2 separate regions of the Mus musculus genome follow, and region 2 is linked to region 1. Evidence: chromatin contacts called from public HiChIP or PLAC-seq data. All regions are on one chromosome and are shown on one strand. The core of a region is the stretch at or near the end of the contact, and the rest is flanking DNA. Distances in the headings are between cores, read along the strand shown. Region 1 holds the start of Baz2b (bromodomain adjacent to zinc finger domain, 2B). Region 2 has its middle 37 kb from the start of Marchf7.

The links. HiChIP or PLAC-seq counts read pairs in DNA pulled down with a chosen protein or histone mark.
Region 2: a contact with region 1 is called in an H3K4me3 HiChIP or PLAC-seq map of bone marrow-derived macrophages, with 3 times the contacts expected there. The contact joins the enhancer-like site here to the promoter of Baz2b in region 1. A contact is called at or near these places in 1 of 39 promoter capture datasets (macrophages), 2 of 15 datasets of contacts at CTCF or cohesin (the G1E-ER4 cell line and the NIH/3T3 cell line), 25 of 484 Hi-C or Micro-C datasets (the 3T3-L1 cell line, 3T3-L1-derived adipocytes, B cells and 19 more), 7 of 115 datasets of contacts at active chromatin or transcription factors (the HPC-7 cell line, the SCID.adh cell line, bone marrow-derived dendritic cells and 3 more) and 3 of 9 other capture datasets (adipose tissue, liver and pancreatic islet).

Annotation. Positions count from the first base shown.
Region 1 is chr2:60,123,919-60,128,019 of GRCm38.p6, forward strand. It overlaps Baz2b (bromodomain adjacent to zinc finger domain, 2B), which reads right to left and starts at 1,822. Exons shown (of 36, transcript NM_001001182.3): 1 at 1,545-1,822.
Region 2 is chr2:60,170,408-60,174,516 of GRCm38.p6, forward strand. It overlaps a transcript of Baz2b not described here. Among named protein-coding and RNA genes, the nearest start is that of Marchf7, 37 kb to the right of the region's middle. Within about 2 kb of position 1,599, at least 174 of the 459 cell types and tissues checked have an H3K27ac peak or open chromatin away from gene starts, as enhancers often do. A contact at or near this core is called in 3T3-L1-derived adipocytes, B cells, ECoMG-derived neutrophils and 17 more, where this site is marked.

The DNA of each region.
Region 1 (4,101 bases), core at 572-3,071:
ATATGCTAAACTACATTTTTTGCCAACCCTTTGACTTTAATATTCACTACTAAGATGTAAAAGTATCAAGAATCTGATATTCTGATATTCTGTATAATTCTTTTAAAATGTAAATAGCACGAAAGAGGAGAACACAATTGTAAAAGGGGAGGTAGACACCCCAAGTGATGGATATATAAATAGTAACTATTCTCAATTTGTTAGATCTGTGGAACCTCCCAAGAAAAGAACTATATTGTTACAAATACACTTAAAAAATTTTTTTAAAACCCTCGTGCACAAAACTAGGTGGATACTAAGTGACACAGTAAAAAGTTTCGATCATTTTTTAAAAAAATAATCTTCCACTTGTTACCAAACATGGTTTTGCGATCCGTTCTGAATGCAAAATACAAAAATAAAGTGCACAACTTATCACTAGCCTCTAAGTTACACGATTCCGAAAAACGAGAAAATTTTGAGGAAAACAAAAAACCACTTTGGGGAAATTTTCTTGATAAAAGTTTACATGACGTCACATGGCCCCCTGAACCGTTCCTAACTTTGAGCCTTATCCAGGCACACTTTTTTTCATTTCTATGGCTCCTTTCCCTTCCTTAAAAATTAAAAGAGACAGACAGACTTGGGAATAAAAATTGCCCAAGATGGCGAAACGCTTGTTGTTTAGAGGGCAGGGGGAAAAATGGAGGATATTGTAATATACACAAAGGGATAAATTTCAACAACTCGGCCACGGACTGCAGCTGCTTCTCGCTTCACAAGGAAACAACACACAAAAGATAAACACGGAGGAGAGGGGAAGAGGAGCCAGCCCCCACCCCGCGGGGCCGGCTCCGAGTCCCGGCACACTTCCTAGCCTTTCCCGATCCCAATTCTGGGGTTCGCGGAACTACTTTAGGGGAGGGGAGCGGGGCGTCGCGGGGGAGGGAGGACGCGGAGCCCGAGGACCCGGAGCCCAGCCCGCCAGGCCGCCGCGGCCCCAGGACGCCCGGAGCCCTCCCGGAGCCGAGCCGCCCGGTACCCGCCGCCCGGGGCCGCGGCCCCACCCCCACCCGGCTCCGGAGCCCCAGCGGCCTGGCGCGGTTCGGCGGGAGCGAGGCTGCGGGCCCCGGGCGGAGGCGGGGGCGGCCAGGGCCCGGCGCCTCGGGAGCTGCCCCGCGGGGCGCCGCAGCGGGCCGGGCTGGAGGACGCCGCGAGGCCGGCGGCGAGGGCGGCGGGCACAATGGAGGGACGAGGCCCGCCCGGCCGCTCGCTCGCCCGCCCGCCCGCGCCCGCACTCCCAGCAAAGTTTCCGTTCCGCGGAGCCCGCACCCCCCACACACACACCCCGCCCGGTACCAGGGCCCCGCGCCCCGCGCCCTCCGCCCGGGACTCTAGTCGGGACCCCAGAGCCACCGCTGCGTCGCAGCCGCACAACAAAGAGCCACACCGGGCGGCGCGGGTAAACAGCGGCGGGCGCCTCGGGAGGGCTCCAGCCCGCAGCCGCCGCTCTCCGCCCGGAACCCACCTCGCCCGCACCCCCGCACCCCGGCTCTCAAACTCACCTTCACTTTCGAACTGAGTTGCGGGGGAAGGGATTTTCGCCCTTCCCGGGTGCGGGTTAAGCTTTTCGGAATCCCCACCGCCTCCTTATTTCTCTTCTAATTCCTGCCAGAAAGTCTAGGGAGTTGGAGTGGAGGTGAGATCCGTGATCGCGAAAGCCCTGGCTCCCTCCGTCCCCGTCTTCCGCCGCTCGCTCTCTGATTAGTTCCTATCCAGCAGCAGATTGAAGCAGGAGATGATTCTTCTCAAGGTTTGTTCAGCAGCTTCACTTCTAGGCGAAGGCTTCATGAACCAAGTGACGTCAACCAACAAGGCTTCTCTCTCTCTCCTCTCTCTAACAATGAAAGTTGCTGTTAACAAGGGAAAAAAGAGCGAGAGAATTGTTTATACCATTTCAGTTCCAATAATAAATGACCTATCAGCTCTAAAAGGAGCCAAGGGAGGGGGCTGCTTCTTCATTCCAAGAATACTGTATCTTTGAGTTTGCACCGCTCCTCGTCCCAAGAAAAAGTTAAGAAACTTACATGTTTTGTTTTGCTTTTCGGGGGGCGGGGAGGGGGGGACAGAACTGAATACTTAATTTAAAAAAAAAAAAACTTAAACGGACTGTTAGGGAACACAGATAAGCCATCTCCACCAACTTTTATGTTTGTAAACTAGGAATTGTGTTGGAGTCTACACGCTAAATTAATATGCCAAGAATTTGTGCATGCTAGGGCTTTAAAAAGCAGGGCGCAAGGCGATCTCAAGGTAAACTACTAATGCTTTTCCATGGACGAATTTAAATGCTTGTGATGTTCATGGTGTGAATCAATAATATTCAAATGAATAAACACTAAGTTCTTTTACAGTTATTTGTATAATCTGTAAGCCGTAATCTCATTTTTTTTTCTAGTTTCGGTTAAGAAAAAAAAAAAAGCTAGTTAAACTGTAAGAACTAAACACTTTAAAAGACTAATAGCCCATTACCAACTAAACGTGCTGTGCTCCATCAGAGCCCCAGAATGTCAGCTGGCTGTCTCAATTTTTAACCTTCCACTCCCCAATTCCCTTCAACCAATCAAGTTAAACTAAAGGCAAAGAACACCCCGTTCCCTCCAACAGTGTACCCGCAGTCTCCTAAAAACGAGTTAAAAAAAAAAAAAAAACCCCTTAACCTAGGTACACGTTATTACCCACGAAGACAAAAAGGTCATTTAAAATATATATATATTAAGGTGTTTATTAAGAACACAATAAACTCTTGAAGTTTGTGTAATTACAAATTAGATAATTTAGTTTTCAGAATGAAGACCAAGTAAAAATGTAGTTCTCAGAGAATGATTTGCCCATGTATTATTTTATGCGTGCATATGTGGCTAGATGTATCCTAAAAGATGCTATTGTTTTATGTTTCCTCCTCAGCCACTGGCTGTGATTTTAATTGTGCTGGAGGATCTTCATTAGTATTAACACATGGGGAGATTTCACAAAGCTGCTTCATTAGGAAGGAAAAAAAAGCTGGCAGACTAGGTCTTTTTGCATGCTCTGAGAATGTCAGCCTTACCTCGGTCATTTGTAACATAATAAGTGCAAGTACAATGATTGCGAGGCAGGAGCGTGGGGGAAGGGCGGCGATGCTGCTGTCTAATAGGGGCATCTGAAAAGACGGCTGCTCATTACATAGTAATGTATGCTAAAAATTAGTGAAGATGATGTCTCGGGAGACTGATGCTAAATAAATTAATGTGCTGATATGTTTTTAATTATTATTTTTGTAGTAGTTTATTTCAATCTTAGGATTCACATTGAGCAGCAGAGCTGTGCGAGCACTTATTGATTTTTTTTCCCTGCCACATTCCCGGAATACAGATTTTAATCATTTCACTACACCACACTCAGTAATTTCATTAAAACCTGGAATCTTCCATCCCCAGAAAAGCATTTAATTTCAATGACATACAATTTCTCTTTTAGCAGCAGACTGTCTCTCTAGTAAAGCTGGCCTAAGGTTCAAATGCATGATTTAATCCTGAGTTTGCCAGGCTTTGCGCTCCTTACAAACTATAATTTCAGTAACTACCTAATAACTGTAATAAAGACAATAATTCTCCTACAATATATTATTAACTCATATTTAATTAACTCAGAGGCCAAGCTCTGCACATGTATGACCAGGTCACCAATTCCACCATCTCAGAATTGACTAATAATATCCAGATAAACACAGATTAAAATGTAAATATGAAGGGTAGCATGTAGCCTAGGATCCTAAGTCACATCGGAAAACTCTCACATTATTCTATAATGGCGGTCATTATTCAGATGGAACTTAGCAATAGCTCTGTATATAAAGTTGAATGTTGATATTTCAATATTTGTTACTGACACTCTACCTAGATAATATCAGTTTAGGAGACTAAGGAAAGGGGGATGCTTTCAAGTTGTCTTGATTTCCAGAGTTCTCTTTCGATGCAATTCTCCTTAAACAAAGATGACTAATACACCATAACTTCTACAACTCAGAATGTTATTCTGCTTAAATATGTCACGCAAATACCCTCCAAATATGTATTTTTA
Region 2 (4,109 bases), core at 349-2,848, 46 kb after region 1:
TAGATCACCAAACTCAGGTCCTCAGCAAAAGCATAAGCGTTCTTAACCACTGAGCCACCTCTCCAGTCCCTGGAAATTATTTTTTAATCCAATCAGGTAGTTTGCATCTTTTGAGAGTTAAGAGCATTTTATGTTATGTTACTATTGAGAAGTATTTGCTGGTTCCTGTAATTCTGTTGATAGTTTTCCTAACTGGGTTAAATACTATTCCATGTTTCTTGTGTGCATCTCCTAGGGGCTCACTGGTATAGTGAGACAGATATGCTGACATCTCTTCTGCCATAAACTTCATTCTTTCCTGGGTCGGTCGATGGATGACTTTCTTCCTCTTCTGTGAATGGCCAGTCCTGGCTGCTGCTTTTTCTTTTATTATTCCTTCCTTCCTTCCTTCCTTCCTTCCTTCCTTCCTTCCTTCCTTCCTTCCTTCTTCTTTCCTTCTTTCAGGGCCTTATATGTCCTTGGTTGGCCTGGAACTTGATTTGTAGATGAAGAAGACCTTGGGTTTCTGATCCTCCTGCCTCCACTTCTTAGGTGCTGAGATCACAGACGTGTGCTCCCTTGCCTAGGTTTATACAGTGCTGCGGATTCCAGAGCCTGGGGCTTCTTAGGCAAACACTTTACCCTGCTTTAGCTCCTGTGTGTAACACTTCTTCAAGCAGGCATTCGCAATGCTCGTGTATTCCTTGTGAATTAATTTAGTTTGTGCTTATACTGGAATTCCATGTCTGGATTGGTTCTCAGAGATAAGTGTGAGACATGGCAGTATTGGTTGTCATTTATTTATTGTTTGCGCTTAAAATGGGTCATTATGTGCTTAGCTGGCTTTATAAACAGGGCATCAGTTTTTACTTGGAACTTACTTCTCGCTGGTGTCCACATCTTTCCCTAGCATCCAGGATTTTTCTGCTATGATTCAGCTGCACATACTTTCAACGCCTTCACTGTGTCTATTAGGGATGTCTGTCTCTCACTCCCTTGACAGAGACAGAATTCTTAAGAATATACTCGATGGTTGTGGTGGTGGTGGAGCACGCCTCTAATCCCAGCACTCAGAGGCAAAAGCAGGTGGATCGCTGAGTTAGAGGCCAGCCTGGTCTACAGATTCCAGGCCAGCCAGGAATACACAGAGAAACCTTGTCTCAAAAAGACCAAAAACAAAAACAAGCACACAAACGAAAAGTTTAGAAATACTTTAAACCTAGTAAAAATCAATTGTTAGAATTGGAATGGCTTCTTCCTAGATCCAGGTCTCCCAGGACTGTGTTTAGGGGAGTGACTGTTGAAGCGTAGTCCTTTGCCATTTTGCCTGCTCTGGCTGTTTTGCCTAGGTTCAAGCCATCCTAGCAGGACTGAAAATGTTTTAAAGATACTTGGGTGCCTTCCCATCATACTATTGAAAACAGTAGTTTCAAGAAATTTGGAATTTTCCAGGGAATTTGATCCTGCGAGAAGAAAAAACCTGGGCACAGTGCCAACCACAGGAGGCGCTTGTCTCTCAGATGGGTATTTACTTCACACAGTCCTGACAGCTAATCACGCCAGTTCACTTCACTGGAGCCAAGCAGTGATGAGCATGACCACACCTTGGCCAGTGTGCTTAGTCATGCACACCCTTGTCTTCCATTTAAGTCTAAGCCTGAGCTGGCAAGCTGGCTCAGTCAGTGACGTGGTTGCCACCCAACCATGAGAACCTAAGTTCAGTTCCTCAGAACCCACATAAAACAAAACAAAACAAAACAAAAGCCTAGGTGTGTGGCGAGATCTTAGACTCCAGGTGTTAAGTGGAGACAGACAGATTCCTGAAGCCTGGCTAGTGACTTAGGGACCTCCAGCTTCAGTGAAAGACCCCATCTCAAAGAATAAAGTGGAGGTGGTGGAGAAAGATATTCCATACCAAGTACCTTCTGGACTGCAAGTGCACATGGACAAGTGCACGCACACACACACACACACACACACACACACACACGCACACAGACAGACAGACAGACAGACAGACACACACACACACACACACTATACAAAAACTCAAGCCAGGAAGCTGAAGATGAATTTGAGGGATGGTTAGTATACCTTTGTTCCTCTTTCCATTCAGTTGTGGCTACATATAATAAATTTCCTTTTTCTGTCTTTAACTATGCTGTGTATGAGTGTTTTAACTGGCCTCTGGAGGTGGGTGGCTGAGCCACGGTGGGGCCAGGCTCTGACCCTAACAACTGTGGTAACAAAGCCAGTCAAGAATCACTTGTCCGTCACACTGCATTCACTATAGATGCCTCCCTTCATTGCACAGCAGAACCCAGTGCTAGTCACACTTAGCTTTGTGGTCTGTGGGGCCAGTAGGTTCTCACTTCCCCTAGACACCACTGTCTTTATGTAGCCTGAATTGGCTAAAGCCCCAGCCAATAGATGTTGTCTGAAGTGTGTCAGAAGCAACCAGCAGAGTTCAGCAGGAGGAGGGAGAACTTGGGAACTCAAACCTCTGTCTGCCAATGTTACTCACAACTTTCCAGTCCCACCCAGTGTAAGAAGCGGAAATGATTACTAAACTGAGGCAAGACAGAGACACTCAGAGCAGAGCAGAGCCCCTTACTCAGAAATCATGTTGATGCCTCTTCCCCTCAGAGATACAAGAATTGCAGCACTATTAACAACTGCTTAGAGCCCTTCTCCCTTCATAGCTATAAACCTGCAATTTCCTAGTAATCTCACCTGAAAGCCATTTATAGGGAAAGGATGTGTCCTAAGCCTGTTGTGTAGCCCTGGTGGCTTCAGAATTTACCTTATGAGACTGAAATTCCATTCAAGTTATGCCCGAATCACCTTATAATATCACTCATCTAAAGAGAGAGAGAGAGAGAAAAGAAAAACAACAAAACAAGGTCTCTTTGCAAACTTGAAGATGTACCTTGCAAACCACCAGAAAGGCATATATGGCCAATGCTGAGACAAGTACAGCGCCCCCTTGAGCCCATACACAAACTTGGCGACTCTGGAGCCCACAGCCATGCTCTCTAGCATGTCTTCTTAGTTTTTTCTGCTGACATGTTTAAAGTCTATATTAAAATATCTTTAATGAAGCAGGGCAGTAGGGGCACATGCCAAATGCCTTTAATCCCAGCACTTAGGAGTCAGAGGCAGGTAGATCTCTGAGTTTGAGGCCAACCTGATCTACAGAGCAAGTTCCAAGATAGCCAGGACTACATAGAGAAACTCTGTCTCGAAAAACCAAAACCAAACCAACCAACCAAAAAACTTTAACAAAAATCTCTGCTTCATACTGGCTAGTCCTGAAATTCTTTCCTACATCCAAACCACAAATCCCAATTTGGCCCGGTTGAGGCCACTAAAAGATTAGTGGAGCTCCTCAGGCTGTGGAGGTTGCCAGCAGAGCGGCCTAAGCCCTGTTGCATCACCTTCTCAATGTGTATGCATCCAACTGCGACAGGCAAGCACACACAGTTTAGAGACTGAGGTATGTGCATCCCTCTTTTCTAATTATGGTCTTGGCAGACCAGCTCCTTTAGCTGCATGCACTGTGCACACAAACTGCTTGGTTGCATGTAACTTTTATTCACCTGAAGTAATTTTGTCCTCTCCAAGGCTTATTGCCTCCATCTGTTAACCTAGGCTTAGTCCTGGAAGCTTCTGGCCTCCATACAATCTAATCTAGGCCTAGAATGTTTTCAGCCTCTGAGACTTGATGTTGAATAAGCTCACCCCTCCCTAGTTCTTTCTGATTTCTGTCTACCTAGTCAACTCAGTTGTTCTGGCCCAAACTCCTTTCCATGCTGATTGATTCAATCTGGTTTCTCTTGGCCTCTCCTGAATTGCTCTGCCTGACCTCATACTAACTTTGGCAATATGTTCTGATGTTCTGAGTCCTTCTCATTCTCTGACTCTTTCCGTCTTCACCTGCATCTAGCTTGTTCTTTCTGTACAACTATATTAGTAAAACTGTCTCCTTCCCTTGTTTCTCTTTATTCATGAGAGTTGGGCATATCCTATTCTGTCAAATCTTTCTCTGGTTCATCACTTTGTCTGCCACTCAAGTAGACATCACTTTTAGACATGGGTGCTTCCTTCTACAAACTAACACTTGACCTTCA